Regions from separate parts of the Mus musculus genome. Here regions 1, 2, 4, 5 and 6 are each linked to region 3. Evidence: chromatin contacts called from public Hi-C and HiChIP or PLAC-seq data. All regions are on one chromosome and are shown on one strand. Each heading gives the region's core, a stretch centred on a gene start, on an enhancer-like site or on the middle of the called end of the contact. The rest is flanking DNA. Distances are from core to core; before and after follow the strand shown.

Evidence for each region. Hi-C and Micro-C count contacts between places; a contact is called where the count stands out from the background. HiChIP or PLAC-seq counts read pairs in DNA pulled down with a chosen protein or histone mark.
Region 1: a contact with region 3 is called in a Hi-C map of cortical neurons. The contact joins two enhancer-like sites. A contact is called at or near these places in 12 of 484 Hi-C or Micro-C datasets (the C2C12 cell line, adipose-derived mesenchymal stem cells, cerebral cortex and 6 more) and 6 of 115 datasets of contacts at active chromatin or transcription factors (craniofacial prominence, embryonic basal ganglia, embryonic forebrain and 3 more).
Region 2: a contact with region 3 is called in an H3K4me3 HiChIP or PLAC-seq map of embryonic midbrain, with 7 times the contacts expected there. The contact joins two enhancer-like sites. A contact is called at or near these places in 4 of 484 Hi-C or Micro-C datasets (cranial neural crest, uterus and ventral hippocampal neurons) and 3 of 115 datasets of contacts at active chromatin or transcription factors (craniofacial prominence, embryonic midbrain and forebrain).
Region 4: a contact with region 3 is called in an H3K4me3 HiChIP or PLAC-seq map of forebrain, with 8 times the contacts expected there. The contact joins two enhancer-like sites. A contact is called at or near these places in 3 of 484 Hi-C or Micro-C datasets (cerebral cortex, immediate neuronal precursor and nephron progenitors) and 3 of 115 datasets of contacts at active chromatin or transcription factors (embryonic basal ganglia, forebrain and neural progenitor cells).
Region 5: a contact with region 3 is called in an H3K27ac HiChIP or PLAC-seq map of VIP interneurons, with 14 times the contacts expected there. The contact joins two enhancer-like sites. A contact is called at or near these places in 2 of 484 Hi-C or Micro-C datasets (cerebral cortex and uterus) and 3 of 115 datasets of contacts at active chromatin or transcription factors (VIP interneurons, embryonic forebrain and embryonic limb bud).
Region 6: a contact with region 3 is called in a Hi-C map of uterus, with 5 times the contacts expected there. The contact joins two enhancer-like sites. A contact is called at or near these places in 3 of 484 Hi-C or Micro-C datasets (all in uterus) and 2 of 115 datasets of contacts at active chromatin or transcription factors (embryonic basal ganglia and embryonic hindbrain).

The regions. Positions count from the first base shown.
Region 1 is chr5:44,658,401-44,661,853 of GRCm38.p6, forward strand. All of the region lies in intron 2 of Ldb2 (LIM domain binding 2), which reads right to left. Among named protein-coding and RNA genes, the nearest start is that of Ldb2, 140 kb to the right of the region's middle. Within about 2 kb of position 1,436, at least 5 of the 459 cell types and tissues checked have an H3K27ac peak or open chromatin away from gene starts, as enhancers often do. A contact at or near this core is called in cortical neurons, where this site is marked.
Region 2 is chr5:44,685,204-44,688,768 of GRCm38.p6, forward strand. All of the region lies in intron 1 of Ldb2 (LIM domain binding 2), which reads right to left. Among named protein-coding and RNA genes, the nearest start is that of Ldb2, 110 kb to the right of the region's middle. Within about 2 kb of position 1,253, at least 21 of the 459 cell types and tissues checked have an H3K27ac peak or open chromatin away from gene starts, as enhancers often do. A contact at or near this core is called in uterus, where this site is marked.
Region 3 is chr5:45,276,250-45,279,541 of GRCm38.p6, forward strand. All of the region lies in intron 4 of D5Ertd615e (DNA segment, Chr 5, ERATO Doi 615, expressed), which reads right to left. Among named protein-coding and RNA genes, the nearest start is that of Gm46912, 110 kb to the left of the region's middle. Within about 2 kb of position 1,877, at least 68 of the 459 cell types and tissues checked have an H3K27ac peak or open chromatin away from gene starts, as enhancers often do. A contact at or near this core is called in VIP interneurons, cortical neurons, forebrain and 1 more, where this site is marked.
Region 4 is chr5:44,536,365-44,540,031 of GRCm38.p6, forward strand. All of the region lies in intron 3 of Ldb2 (LIM domain binding 2), which reads right to left. Among named protein-coding and RNA genes, the nearest start is that of Gm40297, 110 kb to the left of the region's middle. Within about 2 kb of position 1,852, at least 56 of the 459 cell types and tissues checked have an H3K27ac peak or open chromatin away from gene starts, as enhancers often do. A contact at or near this core is called in forebrain, where this site is marked.
Region 5 is chr5:44,628,111-44,631,395 of GRCm38.p6, forward strand. The region is part of intron 2 of Ldb2 (LIM domain binding 2); the gene reads right to left. Among named protein-coding and RNA genes, the nearest start is that of Ldb2, 170 kb to the right of the region's middle. Within about 2 kb of position 1,296, at least 19 of the 459 cell types and tissues checked have an H3K27ac peak or open chromatin away from gene starts, as enhancers often do. A contact at or near this core is called in VIP interneurons, where this site is marked.
Region 6 is chr5:44,584,219-44,588,052 of GRCm38.p6, forward strand. All of the region lies in intron 2 of Ldb2 (LIM domain binding 2), which reads right to left. Among named protein-coding and RNA genes, the nearest start is that of Gm40297, 160 kb to the left of the region's middle. Within about 2 kb of position 2,468, at least 15 of the 459 cell types and tissues checked have an H3K27ac peak or open chromatin away from gene starts, as enhancers often do. A contact at or near this core is called in uterus, where this site is marked.

The sequences.
Region 1 (3,453 bases), core at 186-2,685, 620 kb before region 3:
CAGTAGATTTACGTGTGTGCCTTAGTTTAGATAATCTGCAACTTCCCTTTTGACATTCCTTATTAGTTAACAGACAACCTCGAAACACCAGAAGAAGCAGTATAGGAGCTGATTCTGGGGCCTGGGAACATGGATTCAGTTTGGCTCTGCCAGCAAGATGGAACTTGTTTCTGAGATGGCTAGACTCAGCAAACTGTCTCCTAACAGGGGGAATGGGAGATAGATATGATCAAAGAACATTGTATCCATGTATGAAAATTTCAAAGACTAAATTAAAAAAATTATTAAACAAGGACTTTCCTCCTTAGCCATTGCAAGTAACTGAATACTGCTAGCTTTAGTTAGACCTACACCTCAACTAACACAATGTTCAGCTTGGTTGTATCCAGAACACCCAGATTATCCAGCTAGCCTGTCCTGAGCTCCTAAGTCAGGAAAACCGAAGCAATATCATGTGCTATTTTGAGTCTGGAGTATGTAACAATCTGATAGGCTGCTACTGAAAACTAAAACTAAATCAGATAGGTTGCCTCTCATGGTTTGCACATCACGGAGCACAAAGCTATTAGTGATTCTAATGCACTTGACTAAGAACTATTTCAAAAGTGGGTCAAAGAACAAAACACAATCACACATCAGCCACTTTTCTTCTAGATTATTTCCAATGAAAAAAAAGACCAGAGAACACTTCATCCCAAGTCACTGACGACCAGAAACTTGTGTTTCAGAACAACAGTAACAAGATGTATATATGGAGGTGTGAATTCCACTTCTAGAATTAACTAGGTAAGTTGCTGTGAACAAGCCAAAGCCGAGTCAGCTTCTGGATGTGTTCTGTACAAAATAATCATTACAGTTACGATTTGTTGATTATCTTTAAGTACCGGGAAGTGCCTGCATGTCACTTATAAATATCATTATTCTGGTGCTACGCAAATATAGTATTCATTGAAAATAGTAAGGCTCAGAGAGAAGAGGCATAATATAGGTTCATCACTGTAGAAGCAGCTATATGATCACATGTCAGGCTTGTTGCATTTACAACACTGGGCTATTTGCCTTAAAAGAAAGGATTTAGTGTGTGCTTTCATTCTGAAAACAGTAAAGAGCTTACCCTCCTCCTGACTCTACAGGGGTGAGTCACACCACAGCCCCTATACGTTCAAATCTTTCCAGGGTGAGACAAGGCAGGGATCCAGAGCCCTGGCAGGGCAACTGAATGCATCTGTAAACTCCCTTACTCACAACAGTGAAAAGGGAGTCAAGTATGAACTTTCCTAGCTTCAGAGATAGTCTCAGGGCCCACTGGGGATAAGCATAAATCTTCAAATTTCTTTAAAGTTGAGCAAATTCACGATGACAAATGTAACAGCTCCTCTAAATTGAAGTTCATCGCTTGGCAGTTTGGGAGGCTTGGAGGAAGTGCCAGCAACCAGCACTTGGAAGGAAATGAATCTTCAGATTCTCTGAAAACATAGGGAGTTACTGTGGGAGACATATGGAGGGTCCCATACTGCACGGGAGAAGAAGACTCACAAATGTCAGCATTGGAGCAGCGATGTCAGAAGGATTGCAGCGGTCCACGCTGAACTGTGAAAAGAACGGGAAGCTGGCGGTACCCGTGCGCCATGGCAAACGATTTCTTCTTAACCTGTGCTGGTTCTTGATTGAGTCAGTGAAGCAGGGGAGGGGGAACAGGGAAGGGCATTTTTAGGATCATAGCAGGAGTCATTTGTCTCATCGGGTTTTTATGTCCCCTGCAATCTCACTTTTTCCAATACACCAAGTATTAAATAGAAACCTGGCTGGGACGGGCAGTAAGGATGGCATGAGATACAGAGAGTCGATCCTGCATAGCAAATATTAACTATGGGTCTCTTCTCTGCCATTTACTAAGTCACAGGGACATGCAGTGGGTCAGAATATACTTCTCGCCTACACCCTAACCATACACTCATGATTATACAGAAATTTTCAAGACTTTAACCATCAGTAGCCTAATTGTCATTTTAACCCCTTAACCAGGTCAAAAGTTTTTGCTGTTGCATCCAAATGAACCAAGATAAGAATCCACCGAGCGACCTTATCCCTCTCGAGAAGCCAGCACTCACATCCAGAGTGTGCAGTCTTTCCTTCCTTGACTTTTTTTTCCCCTTAAGTCTAAACCTAAAACTATGCTAGAGACTTTTCTTAATATAGACCTCAACCCTTCCTCAAGATTAAAAAAGAATCCATATTCTGATTCCTTTTTATGAAAATTGTAGCATCATAGCTAGAATTACTTAGTTTGAACTGAAATAGGAATCCATACCAGGGTCTCTTTTTAGACAAAAACCACTGATAACATGAAGATCCACCTTCCTTCCTCAATTCCCTGGGAATAGATCATCTTCTCTGCTCCTCCTGAAGGCACTCAATGGAGAGGGTGTGTCAACTGAACGGGTTGCTTGGCAAAGCCCAGCGCCATGAACGGGAGGAACAGAATGAAACCACTAACTGTCAAGAGATGCAGTAGGACCTTGGGAAGGATGCTGCACACACCTAAAGCCAAACAGAAAACATCTCGGAACTTCTTAAATTGAAGACAATGAGACTATGCTGCAGATCAGACTGGACTAAAAAATCTTTGAGCTCTTCCACAGTTGGGCATGGTTGTACTGGGCTGGTGAGCCATTTTCTTAAATAAGGCACAGTGCTGGTCTAACATTAGCTTAACAGAATAATTATCAAGTGAAAAATAATGGCTGCACTGCTGAGAACCTGAATGGTGGCTCTCATAATTACTAATTTGGAGCTTGTATTTTAAAAATTAAAATACAGAGCACAAGGTTTTATCCATTCATTTTTCTGTAGTCAGGGTACAGAAAGTGACACATAGACCACCCCTGAGGAAGGTTAACTAAATAAGTGGGTTTTTGCACTGAAATCATGTCTATTAAGAAGATCCTAGCAGCTACTCACTGACTGCTCAGGACTACTTATTTTATACAGCTTGATGATTTAATCAGACTTTACATAGGAGAACACTCCAATCACGCATTTAAGGAATTTATAAGTCTGTGTGCTGTGGATGCCATTTTAGGTTTGAGTTTAAATCTGAGTCTCAAGCCCTGATTCTTTCGACAAATTTGCAAGTTATTCCATGATCTGTCTTACATTCCAAAACAAGATGGGTTGCAGGAACTCGAGATTGTGTTAGTGCGAATACTTTGAAAAATGGGGAAAATACCAGCTGCCACACAGTGCCTGCAGCTAGCAAAGCCCACATGTTGGGTTGCAGCTGTACACCAGTGTTAGAAGTCCATCAGCATGTATAGAAGCCTCATATTTGTTGGATGGAGAGGTAGCTCTGGGATAGATATAGTTCTTGCCCTATTTGTACAAGGCTGTCCCTGGCTGCTATTCCCAACAACACCAAAAGAGAGAGGTAGAGAGAGCAAGAGAGAGAGAGAG
Region 2 (3,565 bases), core at 3-2,502, 590 kb before region 3:
GCCTTTGCTTTGTCCCACTCATGTACTCTAACTCAACATTATTGGACTTTGTGTCTCTTGGGGGTCTGGTGCTCTTGCGTCACCTGCCGAGTTGAGAATTTATCAATCTTCATAAGACTGTGCACCAATCCCGTATCATATAGATAGCTTCTCTTAGGTCTGCTTCCTTTGAGAGCCCTAATACTGCGCCGAAGCCCTGGTATGTTACCATTCTCTGTATTAAGTAAAAATAGAGCTGTTTTCCTCCAGGTAAAGAAACAGCATTAATTATCAATAGTGTGTGGCAAGGGACTCACTAACACATTTCACTACATGTTATTTGTTTTGTTCTAACATCTCAGAAGCAGCCTTTATTCCTATTTGTTTACACGTTAGAAAAATCACACTGCAGGTTGGAGACAGGTAGGGGGGAGGCTTGGGAATTCCAGGAGCCTGCCTGGCTCTATAGCTCTGACCCCGACTGTAGTTCTTCCAGTGTAAAATGTCAACAGCATAAACCTTACTGGTCCAAGATGTGTGAGGTTCACGTGACATTTGTTGAGGGTTGCTGCTTGCAGTGCCCCTCTTTCCCAAACCATAGGAAGACAAAAAGTAAAGGAAGCAGGCATCTAACCTGATGACCTGGGTTTGCTCCCTGAGAGACACATCATGGAAAGAAAGGACATACTACGTTGGCTTCATCTGTTCCTTGTCCAGTCATTGTAACAGAAGGCTAAAAATGATTCCCAAGTAATAAAGGGAATTATACTACATGATTATAGAAGCTCAGAGAGTAATTCCAGTGCAGGAGCAAGTGATTACACATTGCAACAAATTAAAACTCAAAAAAAAAAAAAAAGCAAAGGGAAAAACAAACACAACCAAAGACCTCTCAAGTCCCTTAGAAATGCTATTTAATAAAGCAAACTATATTTCCTATAGAATTCCAGTCTAGGAACATTTTGGCCACAAAGAAGCAATTAGAGACATCTATGATTTTTTTTTTTAAGACACAAAACCAAGGACAAACACGATGACTTTGTAACAAGAAGCCATTTCTCATATCCACCCTGCACCAAACCACAGGGCACAGAATGGCTGAAGGGCTTGTATGCCGGCACATGGCTAAGATCAGCCGAGACAGGAGTCCCAGAAGTCAGCTCTGCCTTGCCTTGTTGCTAGAACACAAAGAACATAAAGCTTCAAACCAAGTAAAGGCCAGGCATAAACTGCCAAGTAAGGACAGCCTCCATGGGTGGCCCCTCTGGCCCTCTATGATTTAATGAGAAGAAAATGCAAGGTCTGGCTTTGCTCTCTTTGGCCTTGATGAGAAAGTGGCCCCATTCCTAAGGCTGGATTTGATCAAGGCTGCATCCCCCCCTTGCCAGCCATAAACATCGAATGTAATTTTCGGTGAGCAGCATTCCTCACAGTAGAGGCACATAAGTCACGTGCCTGCAGCGTGGAACGCGTCTTGCTACAGAGGATGAGGAATAGGACCAGTCTCCCTGTCACTCTTCCATATCCCTCAGCCCCTGTGTCCCTTGCTAGAGTAATTTCTCTCTGTTTTCTAAATACCACATGCTAACTTTTTCTTCTTTTTATTTTTTTGGGGGAGGGAGGTGTGTGTCTGTGCTTATTCGTCTTGCCCTTCACATCTTGAAGATGTGTCCTTTTTTTAATAATTAAGGCCCAGATGCAATGTCATCTCTGAGAAGAAGCCTTTCTCTGCACCATCTAGCTGAAGTGGCTGAAGTGACTGTCCCCTCCCCCTGATTTATTTCCTTTTAGGAGCTTAGAACTGTTCAAAGAGATCTATAGTACTAACACGCTCCTGTATGTTTGCTGGTAAACCTGACCCTTCCCTCAACCTAGACCATAGACTTCAGAAATCAGAGGTTTTTGTGGTTTCGTTGGCTTTCAACTCATTGCTCGATTTCGGACAGAGAATGGGTACTTGATAATATCAGTCGACTGGCAGGATGGTTCAGTGGGTAGAGATGCTTGCCCCTAGACCCACTCATTAGAAGGAGAAAACTGACTTTGACATGGGCACCTATGTATATATGGGCACACATATAAACACAATACAAATAAAAATGTAAAAAATAAAATTACTATCAGCAGGAAGGTAGAAGGATGCCTCAGTGGTTCAGTGTGCACTGTGCTTGTACGGTACCCTTTTCAGCTTCCAGCACCCACATCAGCTATTTTACAAACACTTGTAACTCTGGCTCAGGGGGATGAACTGATTCTGGCCTCCACATACACCTATACCCCCATCCACAATTCCACACACTGCTGCACACAGCCACACAACTCAAACTAAAATAAATCTTAAGAGAATAATATCAGTAGAATTAGATAGAAATGTGGGCTGCTTGTGGTTTCTAAGGCCTTAGAAAGTCTGCTGTAGCCAAGAACCTCTTTTGTTTTGTTTGTCTTTTCAAGGCTGTTGAGTGTTAAGTGTTTTTCAGAATCTAAGACTGTGGTAGTGAGTGTTAAGTCTTTCCACTATCCAGAAGGAATTTGGATCAGAGACAGAAGGAAAGAAAAGGATGTGCCCAGCAACTCAGCACCAGGGGTGGAGCTTGTGTTGTTCTGAAGGAGAGGCTGGAACCAGAACCACAGTGCAAGATTGTGCAGGTTCCCACTGTAAAATGCTGGGTAGGCTGTGCCCTAGAGGTGCTGTAGTGATGTGCCTTAATCTTGTACAGTTTAGGCTGTCACTGCTCTCACACTCAGGCATGTCAGCAGGGCTGGATCTTACAGAGATCTTATAGGACACATCTTTTCTACACCTTTCCCCAACTTCAGGGATGCTGCTGGCTCTCCTTGCTGTCTCTTGGATTCCAGATTTATTATCCCCATTTCTGCTCAATTATGATGTTCCTGTGTGTGTCTTCGTGAGCCTGTCACCTCCTCCTGATATTTCCCCTCCTCATCTCTTCCTTCCTCCTTTGTCTTTTAGTACTGCTAAGTCAAACTCAAGGCCTCATTCTCATGATGGGTGATTGATTGCTCATCCCTGAGCTACACTCTCATCCCTGTTTTCTCCTCTTATAAAGACACTGGTCACCCGGCAAAGAATGAAGCTCAACTTTTGCACAATCCCTGTCAGAGAGTAGGTGCTAAATAACAGGTGAATTGAGACAGGCAATGTGGCTCACTGCGTAAAAATACTTTCTGCTGGGTCCATAGCATGTATGAAGCTCTGGGTCCAATCCCCACCCTCACATAAAATAAGGTGCAGCAGTGGTGGTGGAGGTGGTAGTGTGAGCATGTCTGTCATTTCTAACACTGAAATTAGACACAGGAATCAGGAATTTCAAGGGCACACTCAACTACATAGAGTATGAGCACATCCTGGGCGTCATGATATCCCTGAGACTTTGTCTCTAAAACACACACACACACACACACACACACACACACACACACACACACACACAAATATAGTCACTGGCCCCATCCTAACACAGTTGTGTTAGTCCTATCCACAGTCGAGCATTGGTCGGGCTATTCAGCAAACAACAGAACCTCATTTGCTTCCCACTCTCATTCCTATGTGGGTGGCCAAGCGGGA
Region 3 (3,292 bases), core at 627-3,126:
AGTATGGAACCATGTGGTTCACAAATAGGAATTATTTGGGTTCTTCCTTTTTTTAATTTGCATCTTTTTTTCTCTCTTGTCTTACTGCTGTAGCTTAGACCTCAAGTAGTGACAAGAGTGGAAAGCGAAGGCATCCTCATCCTAGTCCAGATTCTAGAAGAAATGCTTTCAGGTTTTCCCTACTTAGTACAATACTGGCTGTGTGTCTTTCATATGTAGCCTGTTTATATCGAGGTAGGTTCTATCCCCAGCTTCTTCACAGCTTTTATCATGGAAAGATGTTGAACTTTCTTGAATGCCTTTACCCTATGGATTGAGATTGTCATGTGGCTGCTATCCTTTTGTACTTACGGGTTGGATTGCAGTTATCAATTTGTATATGTTCAACCAACCTTGGACTGAAACCAACTTGGTCACAGTGTAGGATGTTCTTAATGTGTTCTTGAATTCAATTTGCAAGTATTTTATTGAGATTTTAAAAATATTTACCAGGGAAAATAATCTACAGTTTTCATTTTTTCTCTCTCTCTCTCTCTCTCTCTCTCTCTTTCTTTCTTCCTTTCTTTCTTTCTTTCTTTCTTTCTTTCTTTCTTTCTTTCTTTCTTTTTCTTTCCTCTTTCTTTCTTTCTTGTTTTGTTACCAAGTAATGTTGGCTCTGCAAAATGAGCTTGGTAGTGTTGAATGGTAGTATTTTAGTAGACAGATGAGTCCTAGAGGGACTAGGGTAGCAAAATCAAGCAGAAATAAAGTGTGAGATACAAATATAAGCCATTTGTAAAAAAAAATATTCTATCATGATTATTTGTATAATAATTGCCTAGTAGCCATATTTTCAAAAAGTAGCATAAGATTAACTTTTAAAAGGCACTTTATTCAAGCACATATTTGCAACCAATTACAACATAAACTTAGGATCTGTGTAAAAATTGCTGGAGATGTCCCATAGTGTTTTCGGGGCAGTCTGTTCTCAGTGCACCAGTAGCTATATTTTGAATGTTCTGTCGTTATACATGCTACCATCATGGACTGCAAAGTTCAAGGAATAGTACCTATCATAGTGTCACTAAGTCTGGATCACCTTACACTTCAACATTGCTACAACCTACCCATCACACCCTTAGGGAAATACCAGCATTATTCCATTTCACAGAAGATAGCAATATAAAAAAAGAGGTTAACCCCTTGAAAGTCCTGAGTGCACCCAGACGTAGTACGTTTCTGTAACTGTGCTGGACACATACCAGAGGGGATCGTGCACATAAACAGTATGGGTGTGAATGTACAGTTTAGGAAGAAACTGAAAAGACGCTGAAGTCTCCAGAGTCCCCAACAGTTTACCAGGGACTGGACTTGGAGGTTTGGAGGGGGCAAACAAGGAAAGCCCCCAAACAATGGCACAAACACTTTCCTTTTCTGTAAGCTGCTCCCCAACAGCAAACTGCAAAGGGGTACTGCAGATGACCCCTGAAGGGCACCTGGGGCATAGATATTTCACTTCTGTTGCAGAAGACCTCCATCTGAAGCAGCCCCTAGATAGGGTCTCTTTGACCAGCCTGGCAAAGTGGATTTCCCTCGTTTTGCAGACTCTTTATTGTCATTCTCTAAAAGTATTAGGAGAAGAGAGATGGGTGTAACAAAATTAACAGTAATTCAAGACCTGAAAGGGGACAGTGGGAGTTCCAAATCTGTCTCTATTAAGATCCTTCTGACGATGACTCCTCCTCCTTTTCCTCCTCCTCCTCCTCCTCCACTTAAGCTTCTCCCAGTTTAGCAGCCAGGAAGGCTAGTGAAAAAGACTGTTTACACAGCACTGCAGAAAGCTATTCTCATGCTCTGAGCAGGGTACTGCTCTTCTGGACAGGGTTACATTATGCGGAGCTTGTCAGCTCCAAGTGCAAAGACGCTTGGCCCTCTTTTGTTTATTTCTTGCTAGGTGATCCCTCACTGGATTCCACTGGGACTTTTGCGTCTTTCTCCGCTACATTTTCCTCATCAGCAGAGCTCATCAGGAAAACCCCCTACTCAGCGGGCTTCCGTGGGAATTCAATGCTCTCTGCCTTTGATGATTCCGAATTCTATGGGACAAACTACACTACCTCGGAGTCAGGTTTTATGCCACCCAGTTTAACCTTGCAGAACCGGTTTTTCAAGTCAAGGCACACCGAGTAATCAAAAGGCAGGACCAGCTGCATCTCCGATATTTGTCTAATTCTTTTCTGTTTTTCCTTTCCTTTCCTTTCCTTTCCTTTCCTTTCCTTTCCTTTCCTTTCCTTTCCTTTCCTTTCCTTTCCTTTTATTTTCTTTCTGTTCCCTTCTCTTCTCTTCTCTTCTCTTCTCTTCTCTTCTCTTCTCTTCTCTTCTCTTCTCTTTGGGGATGGGCATGGCTACCTTGCCACAGCCTAGGCTCTATACAGTCCTCTGCCACGTGCTTAAGAGCTGTTCAACACTAATGATGCGATCAAGTTTTCTGCCAAATTCTAGAACCAAAGGGAGAGACAAGAAAGAAAATTTCATCAACCGCCCCCAGAATCCATTCCCTGAGGCATTCTGCTGTCCTTATCAGCCAGTCTCGAGTCGCTAGCGACCCCAAGTGGCCAATTTAAAATAACAGTCCCATCATCGACCTCTTCGTTGCTACCACACACCCCTTCATTTTACAGAAAAGAAACACACTTCGAGGTTTTTATACTCCCAAATCTGGATAGAATTTTAAAACTGCAAAGATTGAAGAGTCGCTAATGCCACCTGGACTAGCCACCTCATTTTACCTTATTTTATTTTTGTAATTTGATCAAATTCAAGACTAAGACCTCACACCAGGTAGGTAAAGCTCACACCAGGAAGTTAAACACTAAGCAATGTCCCCAGACCTATCTTATGTCATAGGAAGCAGAGATTCAGACAGGTAAAAGTGTGTTCCATAGGTCACAGAGCACATTAGAGTCAATTTTAGGAATAGAAGAAATGGCTCCCAGAGACTTCATGCTTCTAGATCTTGGTTTCCTAACCAAGAGAAGAAGTCTTTTGTTTCTCCAAACCCCAAAAGAAGAGCTGTTAGGAGACAGCATGCTTTAACAGAGTCAAATTTCAGCCACATACACTCCTAATACACGCACATCCTCTCTTTTCCCTTCTACACTCACAACTGACCAGGAAACATGAAATTGAGTCCTGGCCAAAGAGTCAGGAGGACACTATATTTGGTAAACACAGACAAGAGTCTTATTCTTAGGGGCTGGCCTTTGAGTTAAGGGACAATTTAGATTAGATTTCTACCCTCATAACAGCACAG
Region 4 (3,667 bases), core at 602-3,101, 740 kb before region 3:
TGGGAATGACAGGGGCTTTGGCCTTTAGACTCCATACGTTTTCTCCTTTTTACTATGCTGAGTCTTTGCTCAGACTTTCTGGGAGAAAGATTTCCTAGTTAACACAGATATGCAAACTTCTGAAAGAATGTGTAAAGGCTAATCTGTAAAGCTGTAGTCCAGGAAGATAGTGGTTAACAGCTTACATCAAGTTATCCTGAGATGTGGTTAATGATTCTCCTCTTGGGAGAATACAAACTATGCCATTTGGGAAGTTCTAACTGTCACAGGCAATGGTCGGGGGCGTTCCATGTACTCTGATGAGACATTTCAGAAGTTGTGGGGAAGAATCAGTATAGAAGGCTTAATCAGGCTCTGCTGAAAAAAAGTACACTTGCCATCTTCATTTTATCAAAGATCTGTTGGATGTAATGAGATAATTATTGATAATCTGGGTGAAGACCTCAACCTCAGAAGCAATTAGCAGAACTTCTGAGTAAGTTTGGACATGTGGGCTCCATGCCCTAAAACTCTGAGAGGGGTTGTCTGCTGAGCATGGTTTCTGGCAGCTTAGCTATGAGTGTTAGTGAGTAGAAAGGCAGATGTCGCCAATGTCCCCAAACCATTCTCCCAAACACATCTCGAGCACTGGAATTAATTTACCAAGGTTCTCAAAGAAGTATCATGCAGATTAAACCAAATCCCTACCTCCACTTCAGGGTGTTAATTTCATACAAGTCACCTGCAGTGACAACTTTCACAGAAGGGAGGGTCACAAGTAAACTATCTATGGGAAAAACATATCCATAGGCTATAATATTTTCTTTATTTTTTTAAGAGATGGGATTATTAGATAGTTAAACAAATATATTAGCCTGGTTTAATATCAGGGTCATTTATTGTTACTATTATTGTTGTTCTTGCTGCTGCTGCTGCTATTATCATCTATTTGTTTTCTGTCTGTAAACCACAGGATCAGGGTAGAAAAAGGCTCTGGTCTGCTTCAGCTAGATCCAAGTTTTATGATGAGAGGGAAAGTGTGTAATCCTTCTGAAGTCTGCTCAGTGGGAGCATCTGCAGGGCCAAGGTTAGGTGCTTCCTTCCTTCACTCTGTCATAGCAAACTGGTTGGGACTTCTCTTACAGACAAACCGCGTCAGGCCAACAAAATGGAAAATTGCCACAAGTCACGGGCTCCCTTTGGAGTCAAATGGGCTCACTGTATCCAGGGAGTACTATGTATAAAATGGGAATTCTTAGAACTGTTTCCCAGTTGACTACAACAGATTTTTTTTTTAAAGTAAGTTAAATGATATCCAAAAATGAAAGATGCAAGAGAATTTTGGTCGGTGTTCTTCCCCCCTCCCAAATGATTATACATATAGCATTATCCCAAGACTCCGGGAGACTCCCCTTCTCTAATGGAAGCTAAATGAAATCCAAAGCTTTGTGGTTTGTTTTCTATGCAACCACCAAGAACCATAACAGAGGTACATATGGAAGAGTGTATGTCTCCTTTGTTAGGAAATATAAAAAAATAAGCATAGCTAATAAAGTAAAAGTAATGTTTTCTCACTTCAAAAAATATCTGTAGATTCTTATTAATCAATAGAGTTAATGCAGCTTTTATCTAAAGTTGGTCTTTAAAGGAAAAAAATATCCTGCTTTTCTGTTGGAATCCAAAAATCAAAAAGGGTCCCCAATTAAGAAAACATTTTCTGTTGTGCTGAATTCATGTTACCGTACTGTGAGCTCTGACATTTTGTTTCTGTGGTAACCAAAATCAGCTGATTAGTTGGCATGGCAACAGAAAAGATGTAATCCCAGCAGACACACTCTAATCAATGCCCCCAGCACAGATGGTCTCCGGAGGATCAACAAGAAAGAGGCTGGCAGGCATTCAGTTGATCACGTGCTAGCTTGAGACTCGGCCAGGAATGAGAAAAGTAAAAAAGAACATTTCTCCAACTACCCGGTAGCTTTTTAACCCTTCTCTCTCTCTAGCTAATGAAGTAATACTGATCACACTGTCCTATGATTCAACAGCTCTCATAGAGCAATGTGTATATTTTTTAATAGGTGGGAATATTTAGTTTTGTATCTTTATATATGAACAACAGCGTGAGTCTAATAGAGAATTTAGAATACTATCTAAATTCTAAAAAGCTCTCTGAATTTTACCTAGAGATATCACATATGTAAATTTTATTTGGGGGACATAATACTTAATTAGGGGGATATGATCTTTGACATAAGAAATTTTAGATTGTAGTGTGATACACAGGGAAAAGTCAGAATGGGAAACAACTGTGAAGAAAATCAAGTGAGAAGTGTTCACTTAGAGGACACTTAGTTAATGTGCTTCCAGGTTATATTTGTCTCAGGAGTAAATGATTTCATGATAAATAACTGAGAAGAGAAAAAAAATCCAAAAACTCATGTTTGCAGAAGTGATGCAGGTATCCAACAGGGGTTGTACCTATTGTTTTACTTTGCAAAAGCCAAGAATTTACATTTACAGTGGCTCTCTCAGGATCTCCCGATGTTCACATGTTCACATCCTTGACAATAACTCAAGGGGCTTTGACTCTGAAACTCTCCCGGCATGCTCTTCTGATTATTAAGCCTTGTTTTTCTATTTGATTTGAAATTGAAAACATAAAAGAAAGGCTTTATTATGTGCATTTAAAAATTCTAATTACATATTTATCCTTAATCTATAATGTTCCTGGTATCAGGAAATTGCAAAATGCTCACTATACCCCTGAGGGATATTTAATATCTCTGTTGATTAGGAATGTGGCTGATTTCCGATTCGCTAGTTGACCAAATTTTCATAAAAGCAACTCAGAGCCATTGGGTCAAATGCTATTTGGGGAGAAACAGTTTAGTGGTCGTCTAAATTAGAACAATGTAAGCTGCAGACACATAATGTGCTAAAAATCCTCCAGGAGTAGGACCAGAATGCCAGCTCAGGTTTTACAATTCTCTTTCTTTGTGGCACCAGGAAGCTTACTTTTTGTTTAAAATAGCCATAGTGTTTGATTACACAAGGCTAAGTTATTTTTAATTAACATAAGAACAGAAGGAAATTAGAGTAGCATAGTGAACATCAAGGGTGGAAGGAGGGAGGGAGGGACAGGCAGAGGGAGAGAGAGAGAGAGAAGAAAAATGAATCCTTCGAATCCTATCAAATTTCCTAAAAATAAATGTGCATAATTAGCATCTGGATTAAGTCGCTATAATGAAACTACATGTCCTAGAAAGAGATATTTTTCATCAGAGTATTGAAATATTTATTACAGGAGTAGGCAAATAGTCCATTCTGCCTTGGAGCAAAATGACATAGGTGGTCCAAATAATTGATGCTCTCAGAGCCAAGGGAGCTATGTTCAGCTCTTTCTAGTGATTGCCTTGTTTTCCTGGAAAGAAAGAAAGAAAACCAAAACATACACACATAACAAACAAACAAACAAACAAACAAACAAACAAACAGCACACTGGGGAGCAGAGGGAACATTCCAGATAAAATGAAGCCAAGAAGCAAACCTCTGTGTCTTAACTAAGATGAGAAAAGCACTTCATGCCTTGTGGATTCCTCAGAAAAGTGAGGTGGGGTGTGGTCTAGCACAAGTCTAAAATGTTCCATTACATCCCCTCAGATCAACTCACCTTGCTCTCTTGTGGGT
Region 5 (3,285 bases), core at 46-2,545, 650 kb before region 3:
CTTGGTGCCTTTTGTCCCTCAGATTATCAGACAAGGAAAGGCCAAATGGTCTTTTGCTCAGAAGTCATTCTGATTTTACCAGACTCTTTAAGGGTTGCTCCAGCCTTCACCACAAAGACCTAAAGCAGGAGTTCCTGATTTTCCTAATGCTATGACCCTTTAATATACTCTCTCAGGTTGTGGTAACTGTAACTTTCTCACTGTTGGGAATCTAATGTAAATATCTGTGTTGCCAATGGTCTCAGCTTATCCCAATGAAGGCTCATTTGACTCACAGGTTAAGAGCCTCTGACCTAAAGCTTCAATGGGTAACCTTGACCTGCACATGAGGATGTTGGTCAATTGATCAGTCTCATCTCCCAACTCTCTTCCTGAAGTAAGGTAAGGAGGGTTGAAAGAAAGAGTGGGTGGAGTGCCCAAGAACTACCTGGCAGATGCACAATGTTAAATGGCCTTGAGCATCAGTGTGGTAGTGGGTTCCTTCTGGAAATGGTGTGGAAAGAGGATGACAGCATCAGGCTGGGAGAACGCTACTCTGCACAAGGCTCAATGCCAGAGACTGAGTAATAGAGGGCATCCAGTGCTCTACGAATAGAGCCCCAAGAGTTCGGCTCATTTTTTATTTGAAGACACAGAGGAGCTAAGCAACCTACCAGAGACACACAGCAACCACGGAGCAAAGCAAGGCACTGCCTTGTGCAGAGGTTACTGTGATGAAGCATCCTTACCGAGACAACTTATTAAAAAAGAGAGATGTTTTGGGCTAATGGTTCCAGGGGGATAAGAATCTGTCATGGCCGGAAAGGATGGCAATAAGCATCAGGGATAGTGGGAGAAGCAGGAGTCAAGAGATTATATCATTAGCCATATACATGAAGCAGAAAAAAATGAACTAGAAGTATAATGAGGCCTTTAGCTCTCAAAGCTTACTCTAGAGACATAAATTCTCCTGTAAGGTCACATCTCTTAAACCTCCCCAAACAGCGTCATCAACTGGAGATGAAGTATTCAACTGTCTGAGCATATAGGGGACATTTCTCATTTAAGCTGCTACCCCTTAGATCTGATCCACAGCTCTGGGAAAGCTGGAGCTCAGGGCATGGTTTACGGTGTCCAGCTCTGGGTCAGGCTGATCCTGCTAACTAATCCTGCTAGTACTGTATAAGTCCTCTGTGCAGCAGTTCCCTTTTCTGTAGGAGGAACTATAACAGAGGATGTGATAGAGTTGAAGACAATATAGGTAGCTACTGGAATGTTGACTGGCACAGTGAGCAGTGACAGAGCTGCCCTAGCACAATTCCTGTGACCACTGCTAACACAATGGCCGTTGCTATGGCTACTGCTATTGCTGGTCTTACTGTGTGGCTGCTGCTGCTGTTACTCTTTGCACCAGTCCTGCTTTAGCACATCAGTTCTACCATAAAGAAAGGATTTATAGCTAAAATGGTCTATAATTCTTAAAATTTTAGAACCCTGGAAGTAGATTGGGAAGAACAGGAAACAAAGAGAAAAGAACTTCCTTGGAAATGCCTGATGGAAAAGACCCAAGGGAGAATGACCTGGAACATCTAATCTTTGCATTTCAGATGTTTAACTTCTGTTTGGTTTGAGAAAATCTGGGACCAACCTTTGGCCTGTGAAAATCTCTTTTAGTTATCAATATATGTCCCAAAAAGGATTCATGACATGAAAGATCCAGATACTGGCCCTGCATGTTCTTATGGTCCTCAATATTGTAACAACCTGAGTCTATCCTGAAGTTCTTCACATGCATGGTTTCAATGGCATCGTGACATCTTGCCTGGCCCTCTCCTCCATCTGTCCTTCCACCATGATATCAGGAGTCGGTAAGAAACAAACAACAGAAGCAAAAGAGGCTGGAACCATGGCTTTGGCCAGCTGCATCTCCTCTGTAGACTGTGCTGGGCACATCTTTTTCCCTGCTTCCACAGTCAGGGGAGATGGGAACAAAGGCTGAGCTCCACATGTTATTTTATTCTGTATGTGGATAAATCTGCCCTACACATTTCTGCCAGCAATGGTCAGATACACATCTAAACAGGAAGACTAGAAACTGTTGGAAATTCCTTCCTTACCCCAGCTTCTCAGACCCCATCGTGACCAGCCCCAAATGTTCCACATCCCTCTTACAAAGCCACATGGCACTGCTTCAGTCCTGGATTGCAATGGCTATTGTCCTTTCCTTCCTTGGTGTCCAGGAACACAGGTCCCATCCTGCCAACCTGTACTCATTCTGAGCATAATATCCACTATGCTACATGAAACTTTTCCATTATCCACACTGGGCTTTACTGTTCTTCCCAAGTCTTTCTATTTATTCCACATCTATGTATGTTCAGACCATGCTCTCTGCGGGACAGAAAGTGGTGAATGCACAGACATAGGGTAGAAGGTATCACAGGAAAGACAATTTCAAAGGCTAATAAGGGCAGGAGGAAAAGGTTTTGTGAGATTGGGAAAACAGGAATAAAGAACTTCCTTGATAAAAGCTGAAGAAAAGTAGCCAGTAGAGAGAAGTCCTGAAACATCCACTCAGGCAGGTTTGGAATGGTCACAGAGTAAACAGAAATCACCCACTACACTAACAGTAGCTTTGCAATAAATTCGTTACTGGTTATAAATTATATATCATTCCATACAGTCTGTATAGTTGGTACTTACAAACAAATGAGTCACAATAGTGATGATAGAGGACAGATTCCACCTCCAAAGAAAGAAAAACTAGTATTTAGATATCATCCTCGATGCCAGCTATGGAAGGAGCCGGACAGAACATTCCAGGTAGAAGGAACTATACACAGATAGGATGGCAAGGAAGGGCTTCACGTTTGGTTCGAATTGGCAGAAAGCATCTCAGTCAACTCACTGTAACGGCCAACTCTCTTTCAATGGTCAGCAAGTGTGCAGAGAGCAAATGGACATGGAAAAAGAGCTTCAGAATAAAACAGCTGTCTTTCCCACTCATTGGCTGTGTGGCCTTAGGCGAGAGTTTTCATAACTCTGACCACAGGCCTCCTCAGCACATGATCATATTTAAAGGCTTCAGAGTTATTCACGTAATTATATTTTTGCCAACGTGCAGAAACATATTTAACTTTTATGAAGCTAATTTTTCCTGTACACAAAGTGAATGCTTGACAGTTTATCGTCCATGCATTATCATCACTATTGTGACTCATTTGTTTGTAAGTACCAACTACACAGACTGTGTGGAATGATATATAATTTACAACCAGTAATGAATTTATTACAAAGCTACTATGT
Region 6 (3,834 bases), core at 1,218-3,717, 690 kb before region 3:
ATGTGCTAGAGGGAGAGAGCATATTCCAACATCTTGTACTCAGTTGTTCACACTTGAGCCTTGTGGTATGTGAAGCCATTGCATAGGTGAGTACACTACCGCCCACCACCCAACAGGCACAGATAACTAAATAAGCAAGGAAGCATGCAAGCAAGCAAAGAAACAAACGAATAAACGAATGAATGTGGTTTAAAAATAAATGAGTGATTAAATTCAGTTTTACTTAAATAATTATAGAGAGATTAAAAAATCTTAGAGGGTAGCACTGATGTAAAACCATTGGTCAGTTCTACCACTGGAAAAGTTAATTGAGAAGATTAAAAGAAATATCACAGATTTAGGAGGAATGTCAATTGCAATTTCCTGCAACATAACATAACAAAGCTGTTTGTTGTGTAAAAAAAAAAAAAAGATGTGAAAGTAATACAGTAGACAATATAAAGAGATATTTTCAGAAAATACACAGTAATTTGGGATAGACATTTCCTTTCAACACTAAGAACAAACGTGTTACTACTAGAAAATACTGTTCCTAGAATGGGATTGCTAGGAAGTCTGAAACTGTACATGTGGTTGGTGTTGCGTAGCTGCTGGCTGTTGTCAGGAGGCCAACAGATGCTCAAAGTGCTAAATCCATCTGGAATTTGAATCAACTTCCAGTTACTCTACTGCCATTGCGCATTGCTTCCCTCTTGCTCTGTAGGGTTTGTGAGTTTTGGCTTTGCCTCCTGGCCATCCATCCTTTATTACCTTTTCAAGATGGCAGCCTACTTTCATTCCCATGAGACATAGAGAACAAAAAGCATCTACAGTGCTTTACCAGACTGGCCACTGTTGTCCTTATTACCTACCTTTCTCCCTCCTTCATGCATCCTGGCCTGCTTCTGATTTCTTGAAATATGCCAAGATAATTTCCACATCAGAGGTTTAAAACCACTCTCCCTACATACAACTCTTTTTCTCATTACATGTGTATTAGTTGAGTAGCTTAATAGAGGGGTGTGTGGAGAGAGGTAAGTTGAATTTGATTTTTCAATTTCATCTGCTATTATTCATTCCTGTATCAACTTCAGTAGACATCCATTACTTGATTCCCATGATGACAGTACTAGGCTGAAAAATGAGAAGCCTAAAATTTAAGAGGAGGAAGAAGAAACCCCCTGCCCCTCAGTAAGAAATGATACAACCTGGCTTCTGTTGGCCTTTTTTAACAAAGTGACAGAAAGATGAAATTTATCATTAGCAAAGTCATTGCAACTATTTTATGTTATAAATACATTGAAAACAAGGCAAAACAACAACAACAAAAAACTAGGGCTCAACTCGATGGTATCATAAACAGAATATAAAAAATTAATCATATTATGGGTCTCAACCTGGGCTGGAAACAGAGATAGTGAAACTCCAATCCAATCAATAGGGTTGAAGAGGTCAGCAGAGTTGCTTCCTCTTGGGCAGGGGCTATATCTCATTAAGTTTGTATCCTCAGTGCCAGATCCCGAGGAGGAATTCAATAAATTCCTCCTAAATTGAAATCATCACTTACAATAAGCCCTTAATAAGATGGTGAATTTATTGAAGGCATCATGTATACCACTAGACCATAGCATCCTTAGAGCCTCACATGTACTGGTCTCCATAACTCTGCAAGTGCCATATGACCAAAATCTTCAGCCTTAGACAGATCCAATGAATAATACGAACAAGTGAGGCAAACCAGATGGAGACATCAAGAATAATGTAATTTGAGGATGGGAAGGAACTACAGGGCCCCAATATTGTTAGAGATGAATGTTTTTCCCTAAAGTTTAATCTATAGGCCTTTATTGAAACTTCCCAAGTTTTAGATATAGTCAGCTAACTCACAATGTCTGAAAACAGGGGAGCAATCAAAGGACACTATGTTTGTCCCTACAGAGGACGAGATTTTGGTTTAGATGCTGAGGAGATGGACAGGAGGGTTAAGTCAGTCCTACACAGAGGATGCTCCACTCTGTAATTCTCTACATTTTCCCCGCCCCACTGGTGGTGGGGAACTTTTAGGAAGACTAGGAATGAGAATGGTTAAATAGTCTTTTCTGTGCCACATGCCCAGAGAGCCAGAAAGGTAGTGATTAAAAGTCAAAGCTATTGATTTTCCCAAACATATTGAGCTGTCTTCTCATTACAGATTCTGGACTGATTCTTCAAGAGGAAACAAACAATCCCACAAAAACAAACAAAACAGTTCTTTCACTGAGAGAGATCCTCAGATGGACCTGATTCTTAGGATGGGGTCTCTTTGAAACGTGGACAGCAGCACTCCCTGGGGGAATACACTCCAAAAAAAGATCACATTCTTGCACGTGTCAAACTTATTGCAGTATGGTTTTGCAGTCACATAAAGACAAAGATTGCCCTTCAATATAACAGTAACACGCAACACTTGCAGAAAAGGCCTGCCATACAACTCGGCAGTTTGATCTTTCTTTTTGGTTTGCCAGGGCTCATTTTTGCAGACATGTGTTTCTGCTTAGAAGTGTACAGAAGTGGATAAATCACTGGGGTCGTCGTCCCTGGAGCTGGCTCCATTAACTTTCTTGGCATGATCTCACCATTGAAGTCAACATGACTTAAGAGTTTATACAACATTTTATTAGGCTTTAATCCCCGACTTTCCCTGCATTTAAATGTTCATCTGTTGGGTAAAAAAAAGTGAATGTTGCTCATGAGTCAAAGACCAATGTATCCTGACTTTCATTTGTGTTTAATTAACTTATTGTGCTCATTTTTGATTTTAGGCAAGCAGGAGGGAAGTTTTAAACATCCCTGAAGGAATGATTTTGTGTGTGTGTGTGTGTGTGTGTGTGTGTGTGTGTGTGTGTGTTACATGCACATGAAAAAGTTACAAATGTGGTGCACTGTATGAAAAAAGTAAGTGGTTAGAAACTAAAGGCTCAAGATAATGAAGAAAATGGGACCATTTACCAGGATTTATTAGCCACACTTCTGCAATGACTACATTTCACTGGCTTTGTCATCTGCCCCTGAACCTCTCGCTCTGTAATCCTTACCAGACTTTTCTGTGTACAGTACTCTCATTAAAAACAAGTCATCAAAACTCAATAAAATTTTATTGTTTCCACAGAATCTTCAGGCCCATAGATTTCAACAAGGAACAATTTCATTTCTCAGTGAACACTTGGCAAAGTCTTGGAAGATGGCTTTGGTTGGTTGTCATGATTTTAGTGGGTAGAGGAAAGGTCAGTTAGCATACCACAATGCAAAGAGAAAGCATGGTAGATGACAGACTTGAAATAGTGTGTTTGTGTAGCACTCCCCCACAGAACGCAAGTGCTCACATCCTGCTGTTTGTTTTGTGGTTGAGCACTAGCATTATCCCCAATCATACAGGGAAAGATACAGATTTGAAGACAAAGTTCAAGAGCCACATTTTGCACCAGATACCAAATGTCCCTAGGCCAGAGTTGTAAGCTTATTGCTTAAGGGAAAGCAAGTGTGCCTTTAGTAGATAGTGGCTTGAACCCATGGATCAATGGGCATCAGGAACAAAAGTAGCGTTCTGTCACCATCATTACTAAACCTGATCCTGGAGAATTTAAAGTACCCACGTGGAAGCATCATAGCTTCCTGTTGCATGCATTCACTCACTTCTTCAATAAAGACCTATTGCACACCCAGCTGCTATATATGCCATACACCCTAGTAGGTTCTGGAGTGGGTGACAAACACCAAGACCTTATACTCTTACTAAATCACCTCTATGTATCATCTTTTTTATTGTTGTTTCATGTTTATTGTTTATGAGCTTTTGTCATGGAGACAGAATGTCAC